Regions from separate parts of the Mus musculus genome. Here all the other regions are linked to region 4. The links are chromatin contacts, called in public Hi-C, HiChIP or PLAC-seq and Micro-C maps. All regions are on one chromosome and are shown on one strand. The core of a region is the stretch at or near the end of the contact, and the rest is flanking DNA. Distances in the headings are between cores, read along the strand shown. Region 1 overlaps Nrp2 (neuropilin 2). Region 2 holds the start of 4930487H11Rik (RIKEN cDNA 4930487H11 gene). Region 3 overlaps Nrp2 (neuropilin 2). Region 4 holds the start of 9530026F06Rik (RIKEN cDNA 9530026F06 gene).

The links. Hi-C and Micro-C count contacts between places; a contact is called where the count stands out from the background. HiChIP or PLAC-seq counts read pairs in DNA pulled down with a chosen protein or histone mark.
Region 1: a contact with region 4 is called in an H3K27ac HiChIP or PLAC-seq map of embryonic stem cells, with 13 times the contacts expected there. The contact joins the enhancer-like site here to the promoter of 9530026F06Rik in region 4. A contact is called at or near these places in 4 of 484 Hi-C or Micro-C datasets (bone marrow-derived macrophages, liver, muscle stem cells and 1 more) and 4 of 115 datasets of contacts at active chromatin or transcription factors (embryonic stem cells, epiblast stem cells and kidney).
Region 2: a Hi-C map of cortical neurons shows a contact between it and region 4, with 2.9 times the contacts expected there. The contact joins the promoter of 4930487H11Rik here to the promoter of 9530026F06Rik in region 4. A contact is called at or near these places in 13 of 484 Hi-C or Micro-C datasets (the N1E-115 cell line, bone marrow-derived macrophages, cardiomyocytes and 8 more) and 1 of 115 datasets of contacts at active chromatin or transcription factors (kidney).
Region 3: a Micro-C map of the HL-1 cell line shows a contact between it and region 4, with 6 times the contacts expected there. The contact joins the enhancer-like site here to the promoter of 9530026F06Rik in region 4. A contact is called at or near these places in 6 of 484 Hi-C or Micro-C datasets (the HL-1 cell line, the MNK3 cell line, the N1E-115 cell line and 3 more), 6 of 115 datasets of contacts at active chromatin or transcription factors (acute myeloid leukemia, astrocytes, cardiomyocytes and 3 more) and 1 of 9 other capture datasets (embryonic stem cells).

What each region holds. Positions count from the first base shown.
Region 1 is chr1:62,765,488-62,769,625 of GRCm38.p6, reverse strand. Nrp2 (neuropilin 2) reads right to left here. Exons shown (of 17, transcript NM_001077404.1): 11 at 510-626. Among named protein-coding and RNA genes, the nearest start is that of 4930487H11Rik, 27 kb to the left of the region's middle. Within about 2 kb of position 1,800, at least 78 of the 459 cell types and tissues checked have an H3K27ac peak or open chromatin away from gene starts, as enhancers often do. A contact at or near this core is called in bone marrow-derived macrophages, embryonic stem cells and epiblast stem cells, where this site is marked.
Region 2 is chr1:62,792,461-62,796,668 of GRCm38.p6, reverse strand. It overlaps 4930487H11Rik (RIKEN cDNA 4930487H11 gene), which reads left to right and starts at 1,937. Exons shown (of 3, transcript NR_040601.1): 1 at 1,937-2,116; 2 at 2,198-2,273. The region is part of intron 15 of Nrp2 (neuropilin 2); the gene reads right to left.
Region 3 is chr1:62,720,104-62,724,695 of GRCm38.p6, reverse strand. The region is part of intron 2 of Nrp2 (neuropilin 2); the gene reads right to left. Among named protein-coding and RNA genes, the nearest start is that of Gm29083, 4.2 kb to the right of the region's middle. Within about 2 kb of position 3,170, at least 94 of the 459 cell types and tissues checked have an H3K27ac peak or open chromatin away from gene starts, as enhancers often do. A contact at or near this core is called in the HL-1 cell line, the N1E-115 cell line, acute myeloid leukemia and 1 more, where this site is marked.
Region 4 is chr1:61,375,437-61,380,191 of GRCm38.p6, reverse strand. It overlaps 9530026F06Rik (RIKEN cDNA 9530026F06 gene), which reads right to left and starts at 1,760. Exons shown (of 5, transcript NR_040483.1): 1 at 1,636-1,760; 2 at 1,024-1,182; 3 at 1-196.

The DNA of each region.
Region 1 (4,138 bases), core at 551-3,050, 1.4 Mb before region 4:
CTGTAAATCGAGGCTGTCAAACTTAAAAGTCCAGCCCAAAACACCAGGTGTAGTAAAAGCCGTGGTTTCTTAGCAATGCCCTAATATACGGGGAGATGAACAGTAGGATCGAAAGAGTAAGACCTTACATTTAGGATCTTTCAGTTACAGACTTTATCTAACTTGGGTGTGTTTAGAAGATAAAATGAGGGGGATACAGATTTTCCATGTGAAGAGATGATCCAAACACTAAGACCCCTTGGGGCTGTGAAGGACTGGCTGCAGAGCCTCACAGCCTGCCTCTGCCTGTGTGATCTCTGCAGATGTGATATAGTCAGGTAGAACCATGCCTGCTACGCTTACAGTATCTGAGTGTTTCTAGTAACCACTGCCTCAGGCCTCTGAGTATTGGTACCTCCCTGAATCCTTCTGCAAGTTCATAGGGACCTCCAACCAAGGGATCCGAAGTTCTTGCCTGGTCCGTACCCACGCCACCCAAGATGAAATATGATGTTCACTCCAATCCTTACCATCCTCAAAGCTGCAGTTTTCCCCACACTCGGTGGCATCCTCATCCATGGGATATGGGGTGGTAGTCTCTTCACTCTTCACGGTGGGTCCCAGCGTCTCCACTGTGGGCTTTGAGTCTGTGTGAAGGTAACCAGAGAAAAGATAATTGCTGCAGCAGGCTGCACTGCCACCCAGCAGGGGACAATGTGCCCCTCCCCCCCCCAAAAAAACCTGAAGTCTTCTCTCTAGACGTGGCCTTGTGAGGAGGACAGGGAAGATGCCCACAGAGCTGTAAATTCACCCTGTGAGCTGTTGGTGGAGCAAGGATCTCTTGGTTGGATAATAATCTAGAGCTCTGGCAGAAGCTTCAAGAGCCATGGACACGAACCCCACACTGCAGGCTCTAAGGGCAGCACAAAAGTAGCAACCATGGGGGGTTGGGTGATGTTGACCCCATAGTGAAGCTGAACTGCATTTGGGTATTTTGTTCAGAGGCCAGTGTGTCAGGGCACACAATCAAAATGAATGTAGCCCACCAAAGCCATTAGAAACATCTCCATGCACCACGAAGCTGGTTTCTGTTACGTGGGGAACGGGGCCCCAACAGCCTGCCGCTTCATGGCTGCTGGTGAGTCGTACTGGTCCTGCTTTCTCAAAACACACCCTTTCACTATGCCAGACAGGATTTATTTGGAATCAAAATGAACTCTCTAAAACAATCTGGTCCTTGGGGCCCACCTACGGATCAAATAATCAGAAGCACTTGTCACCAAAGCTGTATGTGTGACAGCAGCTTGGGAAGCCGAAGTCCAGGCTGTGTTGGTGTTTCATGGACAGGGACAGATGGGAACATAGAGATTTAAAGAGACTTTGGCTAGGTGAAAGTAGTTTGGCCTAAACCTTCTGGCCAAGGTCTGACAAGTTAAAACACCCACTGGATACAGCTACCGTTCTGACCACAGCCAAAAGAGCCAGGCATGGTGGAGATAGTGGTAGTGGGCAAAGGCACCACCAAGGCACCATGACTTGATTCAATTGACAAAGGTCCAGAGAGCAGAAAGCCTACTCTGGCTGGTTCTTCCAAAAGCCCCTCCCCCAGCAAGGGAAGCCTAGCATTCCTTGGGAAAACTTTCTATGCTGGTAGCTCATAAGCAGTGTTAATAATAAGGAACACACAATAAACCTAGCCTACGCTGTAGGCTGTCGGTTCCCACCTGGGCCAGGTAGGTGACTCACACATCCGTTCGTTCGTTCACTTGTTTAGTTGCTCCCTGGGTCACTCATTCACCAACTATTCGGGGAATGAATGAGGTTGTGAGTCAGGCCCTGGGTGGGGTGGGAAGGGTTCTGAAAAGCTTTGTCTTACAGAGTGGTGAGTGTCTCCTAGAGGTGTCCTTCAACAAGATGCCGGGGAGAGGTGAGGGCACCGTCCTTCTGTCTTTGTGCATGCTCCTTTGCACTGTTGCATACGATTAAGGTGCCTTTGTGGGGCACCTTTCAGGACACTATTTAGTAAAGCCAGGAGCTGAGGAAATGGGTAAATATGCTGAAAAGCTTTTTCACGGTCGACTTCCCACCTTTCTGCTATTAAACACTACGCACATAACCTTTCGTGTTTCCCATTGCCGTGTCTGCCTTTTGCTCAAAGTAAATAACAAATAACCTCGAAGCGTCCTAATTTGTGAGTTCAAATTTGTCACCGTGTCATCGAATCTCAAACTCAATTGTAAAGCAAACTATGGGCGGCAAGGCAAGAAGTAATCATTCGAAACCTAAACAAACTGGCTAACGGGTAAAGCAGGCCTGTTAAATTATTTAGCCAGACTGGTTCAGCCCAGCCCTTTCGTTTTTCTGTTATCCTTTTTGGGACAGGGAAAAAAAAAATAAGAAAGGAACCAAGGGTGAATTATCGACAGAGATGGCGATTTTAAAAACTAGAAGAATGTGTACCAAGGACCGGAAGTTTCAGGCAAAGCTGGGCAGTTGGTGGGAGCTGATGAAGTGAAACCCAGGGACATAGAGAGGGGCCGATCACATGACAAGTGGGCAGGGTGTGGGAGGCAAATTGAGGAAACAGGAGCCCGCCTCTGTGCCCACTGTTTGTACTGGGTGCTCCGAGGTAACCATTCACCAAACAGCAGTGGTCCTCCAAAATTAAAACCAGATGTCAGAGACTTCAAAGACTGGGAGGCTGGGCAGAGGGAAACACACCCCAGCTCTGATCTTCCAAGAGCAGGGCTGGCCTTTGAAATGGGAAACCTGTTGCTGTCACCGGGGCAGTTTGGGGCAGGTTGGGGTTGGAGGGACAATGAGGGAAGAGGACATCAGTAACTGTCCTGCTGGTCACCAAGCAAGGCCAGCCTGGGAGAGGCACGCACGGCACAGAAGGCAAAGGGGCCAGAGGGAAGTGTGACTTGGCTCTCAGCCCACTGGATGATCTTCCTGAGACTCAGTTTCCCAGTCTGTGAAACTAGGGCAGTAGGCTGAGTTCTGTGGTTTGTTTTTGAACCATGTATCACACTCATCAGTAGACTATGGAATCAATGAAATGGGTTATGATAGCTTATTAAATGTCTGAGCTATAATCCTGCAGGATGCGCACAGGTCGAGCACTGCCTGGGATCCCCTTCTTCCCTTACATCTGTATGTAACCTGCCTGCCAGTGATGGGCGACATCCTAAATCCTGCCCACCATTACTCCACACCATTCTTCTAACAGCTGCAGGGTTTTGATGCCACCCCCATTTTCCAGGTAAAAGATGAAGTCATTTGTCCTAGGCTCTGCACCTAGTGGTGGCCAGGGAATGGCTTGAATGTAGCAATCATTCTGGAGCTCAAGAACTTCTCCGTATGTGCACATGTGTGTGCACATGTGTGTGCGTGCTTGCCAATGAAAGGAGCTGCAACGGCGATGCCATTTAACTTGAAGCACATGATCAAATGTGGAATCCACTAGCCTAAAAGTTTCTGGATAAAACTCTATAGTCTAAACCTGGAGTCTAAGGTGGGTAAATGAAACTAGTTTATGTCTGAAGTGGATTTTTCCATACTGGTGAGGCACAGTTAACACACATTCAGGCATTGGGGAACTCAGCCTTACCCTTACAAGTGTGTATGGGGCGAGATGTGAGTCTCCCTCCTAGTATAGATTCCATGGTAGGTAGTGTCTTCACTTCCAAGCCTAGAAGTGAACTTGGGCCCCATTCCTGGCCAGTACGTCTGCCCAGGTTTCTTCTGGGCTCTTGTAGCTCTCCCCCCCCCCCCCCCGCAACACTTTTCTCCCTGGGAGCCCAAAGCGCTTCTCTGACATGCCCTTATTAATCCTTCATGCCATCCCACCAGTGACAGGTAAGGCAGATAGGAAAATGGGATTACCCGGGGCCCTGGTGGGGAGGGGCAGGAGAGCACAGCCTGCAGGAGGCTCCTGCTGGCACTGGGTGGGACATGAGCTTCAGGTGACTCCCAGAAGCTCCTTTTGACAGTCTGTGCCAGCTCTGAGGAAGAAGCAGGGTCAGGAGCCAGAGGCTAGGTGGAGCCTGACTCAGGACCGTCTGGTCTTTCCAGGAGGGAGCTCCGGGGCCTCACCCTCACAAGGAGAATTCACGGAGGCACTAGCCCCAGGTCTGTGCTACTTGGTGGGTGAGGAAAG
Region 2 (4,208 bases), core at 688-3,187, 1.4 Mb before region 4:
AAATGTGTACAGTATATTATTTTCTTGAAAAGTACCCCAGAAGAAGCAACATAAGAGGGAAGGGGCCCCTCTCTACACACACCCACACTCCCCCCCTTCCACAGTGAATCAGTCTCTCCCTCGAAAATACACACACACACACACACACACACACACCTCTTCACATGGGAGTGTACTGTGTACATACATACAGGACCAGGCTCCCCTCAAGACACCTGGCAGCCTGCCCAGGAGAGGAGGGATGGGATAAGGCAAGGGGAGAAAACAACAGGGCCTGTCTCTGGAACAAAACCAACAGAGCCTTGGGTTGTGAAGTGCTTAGGGGCGGGTCTCTTCTGGGATTCCAGATGCAGCATTAGAGTTGGTTTAAAATCATTAGAAAAAAGCGGGGCGGGGAGGGGAGAAAGGAATAAAAGAGAGAAGATTAAAAAGGAAAGAAGAAAAGGAAAAAAAATAATGATTAAAAACAAACAATATCAGAGCAAAGAGAAACCGGAACCAAGAACCACAGAGAATGGTGTGGGGTACATGAGAGCGCTCAGGGTTGGGGACCCTGGAGAGAGATGTCTGAGGGTTCACACAGAGACTAGGCGAGGAGAAAAAAAGTGCAAAATCGAGGCAACGTGTTTGCAGTCTTTCTTGGGTTTTTTTTGGGGGGGCGCTGTTCCTGCTTCGGCCCTCAGCAGTGCGAGCCCCGCTCTTGCTCTAGCTTAATGGTTAGGGTGGGCTCGACCGCCAGAGGGGCCCCGTTGGTGTAGTGGGAGGTTTTGTAGGTGATGGAGTGATCGGTCTTCTTGGCCGCATAGCGGAACCGGTGGTAGTGGAGCACCAGGGCCAGGACGACGGAGGCCAGCACCAGCACGGCGCCCCCGGCCGCCATAACGTAATACCAGTAGGCTGGGATGGGCTGCACGGGCACCGTGTCCACTGTGGGCTCGGTCCCTGGCGGGAGGGTGCCCCCTGGGGGAGAGACACAGAGAGTGTTGCTAGGCTGAGAGCATGCGGACTCATAAAAAAAAATCAATTAAAAAAATAAAGAAAAAAAATAAAGAAAAGAAAGAGAGAAACACACATGCTTTGGGTCATACAGCAGGGATCCAGGGACTCAGGCGGTACTCGGCCTTCATATATACCAAGCCGTTTATTATCTGCAATCTCTTCGCTGGTCCCTTTATGCATCAGGTACTTTAACCCACTGTACAGATGAGGAAACAGGCTCACAGAGGTTCAATCGACAATTGCTGCTCACCTGGTAGTAAATATGTCTCAACCAAGAGTCCTACCCTTACATAGCTTTCTTTATTATTTAATCAGAATTACTTTACCATGTGTCAAAGCATTATAATTTTTTCTCTCATCTCTCTCTTCCTTTCTCTCTCTCTCTCTCTCTCTCTCTCTCTCACACACACACACACACACACACACATACACACACACACACACACACACTTCCACGCACACACACCACATACACACAATGATACTGCAGTATCTGCTGGAATTCAGATTGGTGAATTCTTCAAGTGGGTGGAAAAGCCATATTTGGTGTGGCTGGCCAGAATTCTCAACAATGTATTAATTAGGCTGGCTAGACTTGAAGGTAAATTCCACTTTGGTTTGCCAAGGTTTCTGTGCCCATTGAAATCAGCTTGGTCTTGTCTAAACAGGTCAATTACTACTGTCAAGCAATGACTAACCCGTCTTCATTTTTTTTTTAAACTGGATGGAGGATTTTAAAAGCAGATTGGATAAGGAGTTGCAGGGGGAAAAAAAGATATGAGCACAAAGCAATAAAGGAGTGTGAGAGCGAGGGACACCGAGCGAGGGAGCCTCATTCTTAACCGTGGAAAAGAGCGGGGAGAAGCTGGGGGTGGGGAGATTTAGGAGGCAACCGAGTTTACTGGCCAGCCTCTGGTTGCCATGGAGACGCTGTAGTAGAGTTTCGCTCAGGGTAACTCAGGGGAAAGACTGAATTGACTCCCACTCCATGCAAAACAGTGCTACAACTTGATTCTCCCAAGGATTTACATCAGATGAGAATCTGGCCCAGAAAGGGACTAAGGCGGTTTTGAGCTTGCCAAAGGCAGACATGATCTTTACTTCTGAAAAAGCCGATGTATGCTTAACCTATGAGAAATGCTTCTCGAGCTGCGGGCACCATGGGCGGATGGCTAAAACGTGCTTCCCTTACTTACAGGGTGTGCCGGAAGAGGGACAGATGAGCTGCCTATTCACAGCATCTGTTTGTGGACCCACCTTTGCTCACCACGCAGGCAGGGCCCCCGGCTACCTTTCTTCTCTCCACCCCCACACCCCCACCAGACTTAGAGCTCCTGAAGCAGAGGAAGCCAAGACTCAGCCTCCACCGAGGAGGACATGCAGTGAAGGTGCCCTGTAAATGCCTTATGAAGCAACTGCTGACCCGAGGCCCACACCCCCAGTTCTCAATTTCTCCCGACCCCACAGCCTGGTCCCCAGATAGCTGAGTAGTATGTCAGATCTCATGTCTCCTCAGAAGTGAGAGAAAAATGAGAGAATGTTTCTTAGAAAATCTGATGAAGCCTGCCCATCTTGCTAGTTCTGAATTACTGCTTCCGTCAATTTGGGGATCCCCTTCCGTCAGGGTGCAGTTTCACCTTGTAGACCACCAAAAGTCCTCCAGTGTTGGAAGAGCTTTGACCAAGACGAGTTGCTTAGCATACGACTTGATAACCACATCTGTATCTTTAGGATGAAAAAGACCCCATTATCCTAGGACTCCTAAAAGCTGTTTCTACTACTACCTTATCCTTTTCCAAAGACCCCATTATCCTAGGACTCCTAAAAGCTGTTTCTACTACTACCTTATCCTTTTCCGTGTGACTATATGGTCTTTTCCTTTCCGCTAAAGTGTTTTCATCCTCTTTTGTTTGTTATCTTGAGAAAGGTTTTCACTTTTTAGCAGAGGCCAGCCTGTAATTCACCATGTAGCTAGCCTTAAACAATCCCCCTGCCTCAGCCTCCCAAGTGGTGGGACTACAAGCATGAGCCACCACACCCAGCTCTAATTTCCATCTTTTAATTTTTTCATTTATCTTCTCCTCCCCCCCTCTCCTCTCTCTCTCTCTCTCTCTCTCTCTCTCTCTCTCTCTCTCTCTCCTCTCCTCTCTCTCTCTCTCTCTCTCTCTCTCTCTCTCTCTCTCTCTCTCTCTCTTTCTGTCTCTCTCATTGGTACTCAAATTGAGAAATTTACATACAAAAAAAAGGAGAGAGAGAGAAAGAAAGGAAACAAAGTATTGAAAATGGTTCCTTGAAGTGATCAGGTTGCAAGTCAGCTAATGTCAAGTCCTGATTCAGGTCACCCAGAGTGTCTGCTGCTTGGCAATCACCTTGCTACTGGGTTTTCATGGAGCTCTCAACGATGCTGTGAAATGCCTAAGCGCACAGGTGGTTCTAGAGTTCACCAGAGCCATCTTTTTTCTCCCATAAAGTGTTCCCTGGTTGTGCCTCTGACTCAGGTTTGCTGCTTTATGAGGACCATCCTCTAATGAGGTTACAGCTCGCCCATCAGAGAAAAGGCAGGTGGCAAACTAGGCAACAGAGCCCACTCTAAAGTGCCTGACCACAAAGATAGGAGCAGTTACAGCCACTTCTCTTGCCTCTGCCACCACCTGGCCTCAGTACAAAAGTTTCCAGCTCCAAGTGCTGGAGCTGGGGAGGGTGTTGCCCTGAAAGTGTTTCTGATGGTAGACATAACCTGGGTACACAGTTGGAAAATGCTCTGTCCTTTTGTAAGATGACAAATCATGATATAGGATTAGTATTCAGAATCAGATATGTGAGCCATCCTCTCCTCACCTCAGAGCTGTCCTGTGCCATGGAAGATAGATTCCACCGTATGCTGAAGATTCCCCCTTCCTACCAAAGAACAGACGTGGGCTGGACCTAGGCCTCCCTGCATATATGTAGCAGATGTGCAGCTTGGTCTTTGTGTGTCCTAAACAACTGGAGCAAGGGGATGTCCAAAAAGCTGTTGCTTGCCTGTGGGGTATGGTCTTTTAGCTGGGTGGCCTTGTCTGGCCTCAGTGGGAGAGAATGTGCCTGGCCCCACAGAGACTTGATGTGCCAGGGTGGGAGTACTCATGGAAACCCCACCTGCTCAGATGAGGAGAGAGGGGATGGGAGGAAGGATTGTGGGAGGGGCTGACTGGGAGGAGGCAGAGAGCATA
Region 3 (4,592 bases), core at 1,921-4,420, 1.3 Mb before region 4:
TTTTTTTTTTTTGCCAGGAAGAGGGTTTGTAGCAAAAGTCACAAGGACAGCCTTCCTTCTCTTGCCCCTGCCCTGACAGCACTCACAGGAAAGGAAATGAAGGTCAGCCATGTTTATGACTGTACTTCCCAGAGCTAGCGACAGTCCTCTCTTCAGAGTGCCACCCTTGCACATTCCCTCTTGCTGACTGACTCCTCTAGGGTCAGTATAGGCAGCTCCTCTTCCAGGGAGCCTCCCCGGGTCTTCCAGCCTAAGCTGGACCTGGGTACTGTGGACTCAGATAACAGTCTCCCATCAAGTCACAGTGGGGACATGCAGTGTGAGGGAGGGGGAGGCAGACAGCATGAGATTAAAGAAGGGCAGACTGGAAAGTAGGGCTCAAATCCTTACCCAGGCCCTTCAGAGGACAGGACCTGAGGGTCACTTGCTTAAGCCGTCTGAGAGCACGATTCTTCATTTGTGTGTGTCGGAGGAGCTATTTCATATGCTTTCCTGTCTATTGAGACAAAGACAGAAAATTGCCAACCCACTGCCAGGCTCAGACGTACTGTGCCAGCTGGGACAGTTTGACCTCACCACCTCCTACTCTGGAGTCCCAAAATCTATCAGGTCAAAGGGTACAATTTACTAACCCCATGTATTTCCAAAACTGGCCATCAAGTTTGGCAATAATAGGTGCTTTTAAGCACTTCCTGGGCACAGAGTGAACGGCCTATGGCCATTTGGCTGGTGACAGACCCAAGTCTGAGTAGTTAGTGACATGTATAGCCCAGATCCCATCATCTTTGTCCTTCCTTTGTAATCTCAGATGGAAGAATGGGGAAACCCTGACCTGCCCACTTTCCAACACAATTTATACCACAGTTCATATCACGGATGCCTTGGTGCAATCGGTGACAAGACATCAATAAAAGAAGTATGTGCACACACCTGCTGAGTTCTCTCGCAGGCTCGTTTCTGCAGTTCATAGTCTGGGTATGGGGTCTGTGCCATTGGAGAGCGTGAGATCATCACACTGGAACAGACAGTGTGATTGAGGTGGCTTGGAGCAGGAGCCAATAAAGGGCAAGGAGACAAACCCTGGGGAAACATGGGTAGAGAAGGAGGTACAGCCCATGCCACGGGAGCTCAGGGAGACTTCATACGGGTGGAAGAGCTATGTTTGGTTGCTGGGAATGTTGGCTGTTTGCTGAGCACAGGGAAGCGCTGACTGCTCGTCATGAAGGGACCAGCTTACTGAGGTCTGGTTTCTTGCCCCTGCTTAGCCTCATGGTTAATTTATCAACCCAGGATCTTCTAAGATTTAGAGGGACCCTCTGTGGTAAGTAAACACAAGCACATTTTGTTTAGCTAGGACAGTTGGCAAGAGGCCCATACCCATATCCAGAATGTAGGGGACTGAGAGGATCAGAAGAAACAGGAGTCTAAACCAACGCTGAGAACTATGGGTGCTGTGTTACGCTCAGTCGGGGTGAGAGTCAATCTCCAGGCAGTCCTTACTCTGTCGTGGCCTTGGCTGAACGAAGCAAGTAAGAAATGGTAGCCTTGAATTTACACGGACTTAGGGTTGAAATCTTGAACCCCAGGACCTAATCTTTGGCATAGACAGCAAAGATCTTCTACGGCAAAATTGATACATATGAAAAATAAAGGCAAGTCAGAAGAGGGAGGCTGTATGAGGAAGGATACTCATAAGAATTGAAAGCAAGAAGTACGAGGAGAAAATAGTCTCGAGTTTCCCATGACAGAGGCATTTAACGAGCTTGCTAACTTACTGTGGTAACACAAACTAGACACAGCAAAGTACTTGTTATCATGGTTTGGGGGACTTAAGATGTTTAAAAGCTCAACAAAAATTCAAATGTAGACTGAGGAGATGGCTCTGCGGCGAGCCCAGTTCACAGCACAGCCATTCAAAAGCTCACAACTGCTTGTTAGCTGTGGCTTCAGGGGAATCTGGCGCCCTCTTCTGGGCTTTGCCGGTACTGCATTCAAGTGCATCCATCCTCAAGAGCCAATCAGATCCAAAGAGGACATTGATCGGCCTTCATCGTGCACGAAGGAGTGAAGTCTAGAATTACCATCCTAAATCATCAAGAACAAAAAATGACTCTCCTCAACGTTTGTTGGTTTTGTTTAAGAAAACATGGAAGTGAGGCTTTAAAATGTTCAGGACTTCCACGGAGGGACTCTGCCCGGAGAGATTGTTCCTCAATGGGCTTCACTTTGACAGGAATGAGGTAGTTTTGTTCTGAATCTACGTAGACTTACTTGTGAGGTGGCCTAAGAAATGTATGTTCACAACTTCCTAGTTTTCAAATTTCCCCAAGATATTTTCAAGATACCTATCTGCTACATACTTGTTCTTTCTAGGAACTAGGTCTTGATTTTAGTTACCTTTGATTGGACCTCTACAATGGGTGTGTGTGTGTGTGTGTGTGTGTGTGTGTGTGTGTGTAAGCACATGCACACCAAGCCTGCTTGAAGACTGGTGAGTAAGTTGTATAGGACAGCATGTTGGTGAATGTTTTTAAGAGTTCATACAGTTCACAGTTTAGAAGTGGAAAAATACCCAGTCTTGTGTGTATGTTTCTAAAACCATAACGCTGAACCCTCTGGCTGATGACTCAAGCGAATGGCTTCTCTCTGTCTGCCAAGGCAGCAGCCTCCTGGTATCTTCTGCTCCCAGGGGGATGAAGTGACTTCTTTCTGTTTGCCCAGACAGCCCTGAGTCCTGTCTTTCTGTCCCTTGACACAGGTAGCTGTCAATGCCACAACGGCCTTTGCTTCTGCCTGTAGCTGCTCCCCAGTCCCCAGGACAGCATGCTGGTGCTTAGGGGTTGGTTCCCTGTGGATAGCCCAAGGGAGGAGGCAGGCAAAGCTAAGAGAAAGGGTGGCTTCGGATTGCACTGGCACAGAACGGCTGACGCTTGTGAGTGAAATTTTCCAAGCAGACAGCAAGATTCAGTGGAACAAAATGAACAAGCGGTGGTCAGGAAAAGATCTGTCTGGGGGTTGCCTTGACCTTCTGGAATGGAGACTTTAAGGTACAGAGAGGAAAAGGCTTAGGTACCACAGACCAGAATAATCTTCCCTATAAGGGCCCTGGTCTTAGGTCAGAGGGCCATTTTTTTTGTAGTTCATTTCATGCAGAGAAAGCAGAAGAGACAACTCGGGCAGGCATGTAGGCTGTACCCTTTCATTTCCTCTTTCTTCTCCAAGCTATTGCTCACTCAGAGATGGGCAGCAGAGGCAATTTTCTGTTGGGAGAGGTACCTGCTTCATAAACTTTGAGGTAAAACAATTGAGCATGTCCCCAAAATGCGAAGAAAGAGGGGACGGATTTCCTTTGATAGCAAATGCTATTTAAAAAAAAATGCAGCGTGGAAAAGAAGGAGTCAAAAAGAGTGTAAGAACAAGAAAAACCTTCCAGGATTTAATGAGATGAAGTGTTCCTTTCTCAAGAAAGTAAATCGGGCAAGCCCCTTGTTCTGCATGCAAATGAGGGCAAGTGGGACCAGATACGGCCTTCTAAATATAAAAATTAATGAGAGAGACAGAGGATGGGGTGTGGGGGAGCGGTGGCGGGGTGGGTGAGGACCGAGAGCGAGGGTAAGTGGGCCTAGAGGAGCCTTGCAGACAATTTGACACTAGGGGGAAATAGATTCCAGAAAGATTTTCTTTCTGACCTCTGTGACCTTTTAGGCTGCAGCCAGCAGCAAGGATGAGGCATGTGGAGAAAAACAGGAAGCTAGTTAGGAAGGCCTGAGAAGCCGGGAAGAGAGCCTGTAACTTGCCTGTTTCCTCTCTTCAGACTCCAGCAAAGGTGAGGTATGAGTCCTTCTGCTCCACACCAAGTTCTGCAGCCCTGTGGGTTGGATCCCGGGGCTGCAGAGTGCGTCCCTAGCCTTTTACTCTACACAATATATCTGGGGCTTTGCTCATTGCTGTCTGAATCCAACCTTCTAAAAAGCAAGGCCCCTTTCCCCTGTCATAGTGAATATCCATAAAATGGCCTCTTAGCAATTTCCCCTCGAGATTGCACTGGGATCAGCAGAACCGAATTTGGCCCTCTGTCCGGAGAGGTGCTTAGTCAAGTTCCTCTGAGCCCGCTCTCAAGCACTCTGTGCATTATGTCTCAGTTGATGCCAAAGACGCTGGGACCCAAAAGTCCTTTTACAGAGCTGCTCAAACCCAAATTCTTTGTCAGCTTTGCTGCTGGGGAAGTGGAATCCTGGGATGCTGAGTCAATGTGTCCAGTGTGTCTGTGTAAGACAGACAAAGGAGGAACTGATGTGCTATGTCATCCAGGCAGCCAAGACTGGTCCTGGAATTAGAAACCCCATCCTGTGACTCTTAGTCACATGTGGCATCCATCCGGGAAACTCTTTGGTTTTCAGCACAGACTACCTCCTGTTAGAAGGAAACCATTCTGTAGGTGCAAAGTGGTCCTGAGAGTATAATAAGGACAGCAGCTTGCCAGGCCTCGGGGTCTAGTACTAGTTACAGAGGAGCCTTGAGTCCGTCAGAGGAAGCACTGGCCTGGACTGAAGCCTGCTCTACATTAGGGGCCAGGAGTGTCACCTGCTCTC
Region 4 (4,755 bases), core at 511-3,010:
AAATGGCGCCACGATGCTCCAAGCCAAAAGCCCCCAGTGGGAAGACTGTGGGATCAGCATGAGCGGAGGAATTAACCACGCACTCCCTTTAATGTTCATCAGAACCGAACGCTGCCAATTTACAGCACTTCAGCACTTCGGGGCCTCTTAGAGTCTTTCCAATTATGCTAGTTGGGAGGTGACTGGCCCGTGGTCCCTGTGGTGAGATTGTGGAAGCAGAACTGAGCACCAGAGTCCTGGGGTTCCAATGTGCCAGTCCTAATGAAGCCGCATTGTTCAGCCCATTCTTCTGCCCACAACCCCTGCACCCGATTAGCATTTCCTCTGCTGGGTTTCCCCCGAACTCAAACTGGAGAGAAGGAATGGACCGTTCGCACAGCCAACTCCGGGAGCAGAGTGTGCGGAGCCTTATATTTCTAGTTAAAAAGCAATAAATCTTAAGTCAGGTAATGAATTCCATTCTGAGTAATTTCATTATGGATGTCTATTCAGAGGTTCTACAACACAGGCAGGGTGACTGGAAAACCTGCTCTAATGTGCTGGCTTTTTTCCTTGTGCCAAATTAATGGTGAAGGCCTTTGAAGGGATGCTTCATTTAGGCTTTCTTATTATCAAAAATATTCTACAAGCTGGAGCCGGGGCCTGAGTGCAGTTGTATTGCAGAGGGAGATCTTAATCTTGGATCGATGGCTGGCAGAAGTCCACTACTAAGGGAGCCCTGCGCTCTGCAATGCAGACTTCCACCCCAGGCCTGGCAGCTCTCTGTTGGGGTCTAGAAGGGAAGCATTCGGGAGGAAGGTCTGGGGAGTGATGCTAACAAGCAGACTTCCTCTGTGGGGTTTCTTTTAGTAAGTCCTGCAGGACCAAGATGATTTATATGCGTTTGGGTCCATGTCCTTCTCTCCGGCTCAAACTCTGTCTTCCACGTTTTCTTGCCATGATGTTATATTCCCACTCTAGAACCTTAAATTGTCCTCCCTGGGATTCAGTGTGCTTCCCTACCTTAACACACACGTTCCTCACCTGGTCTCTTGACCCGCGCTTCTGATTCAGTAGCTGCGAGGTGCCGGGTCCCAGACTCTGCTAATGTAATAAGTCCCAAGCTAGACCACACTTGGAGTTGGAAGGCCTGAGAATACACCAGTGCTCAAACTTGGACTTGCCTGAGAATCACCAAAGGGTCTGTTAAAACAGAGATTCTGAGCCTCACCCTGAGTTTCTGACTCTATGAGTCTGGGAACCCGACCAAGATTTGCATTTCCCATCAGTTCCCACCGATGCTAAAGCTGCCTCCCGGTCGGTCGAGGCTGCTCACTTGAGAACCGTGGCTCCCGAGTGATAGATCTCAGTGTTGCCTGCGCATACCTATCAACCAAATAAACATGAGAAGATAGACATAAATTCCTAGCTCCAGCCCAGCCCTAATGAAAACAGAATTCGGAGTTGGAGTCTCCTCTGCTGCGGCACTCATGATATGTTACGATGGAGAGAGAGCCGCATTGCTCTGAACCATGGCTGCAGCATAGCTTCTCTATGGACAGATGGGAAAACAGGTCTAGGCACTCTTCCTCTAGTGTGCATGGTACTGTCCTATCCCAGAACTTGGGTTAAACAGGTTCTTTTTATTCAGATTACCTCCTCTGTGCTCTGTCAACACCGCCTCTACCGCCATCTATTTCCTGGTTCATCTCACCCCGCACTGAGGTTTCCTGAGCAGCTGGGTGCTGTCCATTCTGAGCGTCCTCTAGACAGTGTTTCTTAATTCCAGGAGTGACTTGCATTCCGACCTCCCTTCCTCGCCCCTCCCTCCTTCAGTTCCCTGTCCTTTTGAACAACCCTTGCAAGACCCGTGTCTGCACTAGGCTTGCTGGTCATGCTTTGTGAGTTAGGTCTTGCTCATTCCGCAGGCACCCTTCAAAGCTTTGGGGTCCATTTCACCCCCTGTCAGCAAGTCCTGTTCTCATATCAATGGAATTGTTCTGTTTGTTACTCTGTGGTCCTGGACATGTGCCTTCTTCATCTCTCCTACTCACAGGCTGTCTGAGTGTAGGGATTAGATCATGCACATCTGTATCTGAGTGTAGGGATTAGATCATGCACATCTGTATACGCCTGCACCTTTCACCTCGACACAGGTGCTCACTTTTTAAAAATGAGGCCCATGGAAAACGCAGCAGCACTGCAGTCACCTGCAAACTGGCCTACGTTGCAGACTCTCAGTCTCCACCCACATCCATGAATCAGCATCTACATTTTAACAAGAGGTGTGAGAAGCTGTGCACTCTAGGGGAAAACGGCAAAATAGTTAAGAGAAATGGCTTCTGGTCTAGACCTTGAGGCTTGGGATGTTGGAGTGAGTATCAACACCATCTCTCCACATCTCCAGTGGGAATAAATACAACTAATAAAAGTCTCCTTATCCAGGAGCATTAGCGAAGAAAAGAAAATGTAAGTAAACCCCTCAGAACATTGAAGCACTCAATAATGCAACATCAGCTATCATTGCCCAATTAAAAGTGGTTAACTTTAATTGAATTCTAACTGCTACCTACAATAGACAAGAAAAATGAATCACGGCTCTGCATGGATTTCAGAAACATGAAATGTCAAAGGTAATAAATAAAAATATTAAAAGCCCTTTAGCAATCATTAAGGAGAATACCGAATAATTCCTGTATCAAGCCGTAAGCGCTCCGGTGCGGTGAAACCTTTAAAATAACCATCCCCCAGTTTTTTGCTGTGTCACTAGCTTTTCTTCTCCTGTGCAGTCTTTTCGGGCTGCTTTATTCTGCTCCACCTAAAGAATAACTTCATATAGTGAATTTTGTTTCTCAAGACTCTTGGATCTCCCTGTTGCCTTCAGGATTACCTGAGCGGCCATAAACCGCTGGGCTTGCTTGGCTGAAACCTGTGCACACACTGCCCCCTAGCGGGTCCTTTCTGTCATCACGCTGAAAGCCAAACCAAAAAAAAAAAATAAAAAAACAGACCAAAACAAAAAACCGAGAGCAATCCCTCGGCTTGCCCCTGGCTCAACATAAAAGCTCTGACTGCCTGCCCAGCTTTAAAACTAGCACCAAGCCACTGTGTGCATGAAGCAATAATAATTTGCAGTATTGTTGGAATTTACTAGAATCTGTGAGGCAGAATCTAATATCTAATACTTGGGTTTAATTCCCTCAAATGTTAGAAATGAAGATATTAACAGTGAGTCTAGAATGAAGATTAATTTGAACAGTACACATCCGTGTCTCACAGTGTGTCCAAAGCTTACTCTGCTAAGGGATGACTGGGTGACGTTATCAGCTGAGGGGATTTGTTCAACAAATGGAGTTTGAGAGGCTACTTTGTACTGAACAGAGTTTTCACACCCAAACCCCTGCTCTTAAGGGAGTGACATTCCAATTAATATCTGTGACCATCTATCATCATCTCTCAGATGTCCCTCAGGGCTTCCTGGGAGTTTCTTTTGGCTCCCAGGAGGTGTGAACTTGCCTTGGAGCAGAAACTAAGGGTATTTGTGTCTTGGTGACTCCCAATCCTCACCCTATGATATACCACTCCCTCATGCTCCACCCCTCATGCCCCCCACGCCCCGCCCTATTTTTCATGTCATCCAATGGGCTGCTTTGACTTTTTCTTCCTTTCTGTTTTGCTCCTTATCGAATCATTTTAAAGTTTAGTGGTTTTGTTGACTTTGTCTGTGTGTTCCTGGCCTCACTCTAAGCCTCCTTGGAGCATTACCAACTGTACACAAAGCCAATACCGAAAACTAACCCCAGCACGACCTCAGCCTTGCTTTGCTCTGTGTCACTTTGGGCTCCTGTCAGCACTCCCATAGGTACAGATCTAATTTCCCATCTCTTTGACTTAGATGAAAACCTCAGCTGCTCCGTGTGAGAAATAAACATTCAATAATATACAGGTTGCAATGTTGCTATACATATGTGCCAGGAAATATAATGTTTTGTCATTATATCTCTATCTGTCTGTCTGTCTGTCTGTCTGTCTGTCTGCGTGCGTGCGTGCGTGCGTGTGTGCGTGTGTGTGTGTGTGTGTGTGTGTGAGTGAGTGTGTGTGTGTGTAGGTGTGTTGCTGTCTGTCATGGGATCTTTGTCTTGGCTCTGGAGTAAAGAGAAAGCAATGCCTCTGTCCCCATGCTCATTCTGACTCCATCTGCTAGTCTCCTAAGCATCCTTCCTGCTACTTCTAATTTCCTTCTGTCACTCCTTTAGAAAGAACACCACCAAACCCCACTGTTCTTGGTCTCTTGGTGTCAGAATTCCTTTGCCTGGGAAGTTGTTGATAGAGTCAACTTGTGACCTTCCTAATCTTTGATCCCTTCCTGGGGTCCTAGCTGAGATGGTGATGGAGCAGACGGTGAGGCTAGAAACTATCTAACCCAGCATGGCTCATGTGCCTGAATTCTAGGTGATCCTGTGTACAGGATTCCTTCTTTTTCAGGGCTCTCCAGAGATGAGACTGAAGGGTAGCACAGATAGGTCACTTTAGACCACACATTTCTTAGTCAGTGTCATCTATGAACCTTCCATGGCTGTCCCTCAAACCACTAAAAATCCATTCTTGGTATTCGATTTATGCCCCTCCATACTTTTCTTTTTCTTTTTAAAATTTATTTCATGTCTATGACTACACTGCAGCTGTCTTCAGACACACCAGAAGAGGGGCATCAGATCCCATTACAGATGGTTGTGAGCCACCATGTGGTTGCTGGGGCTTGAACTCAGGACCTTT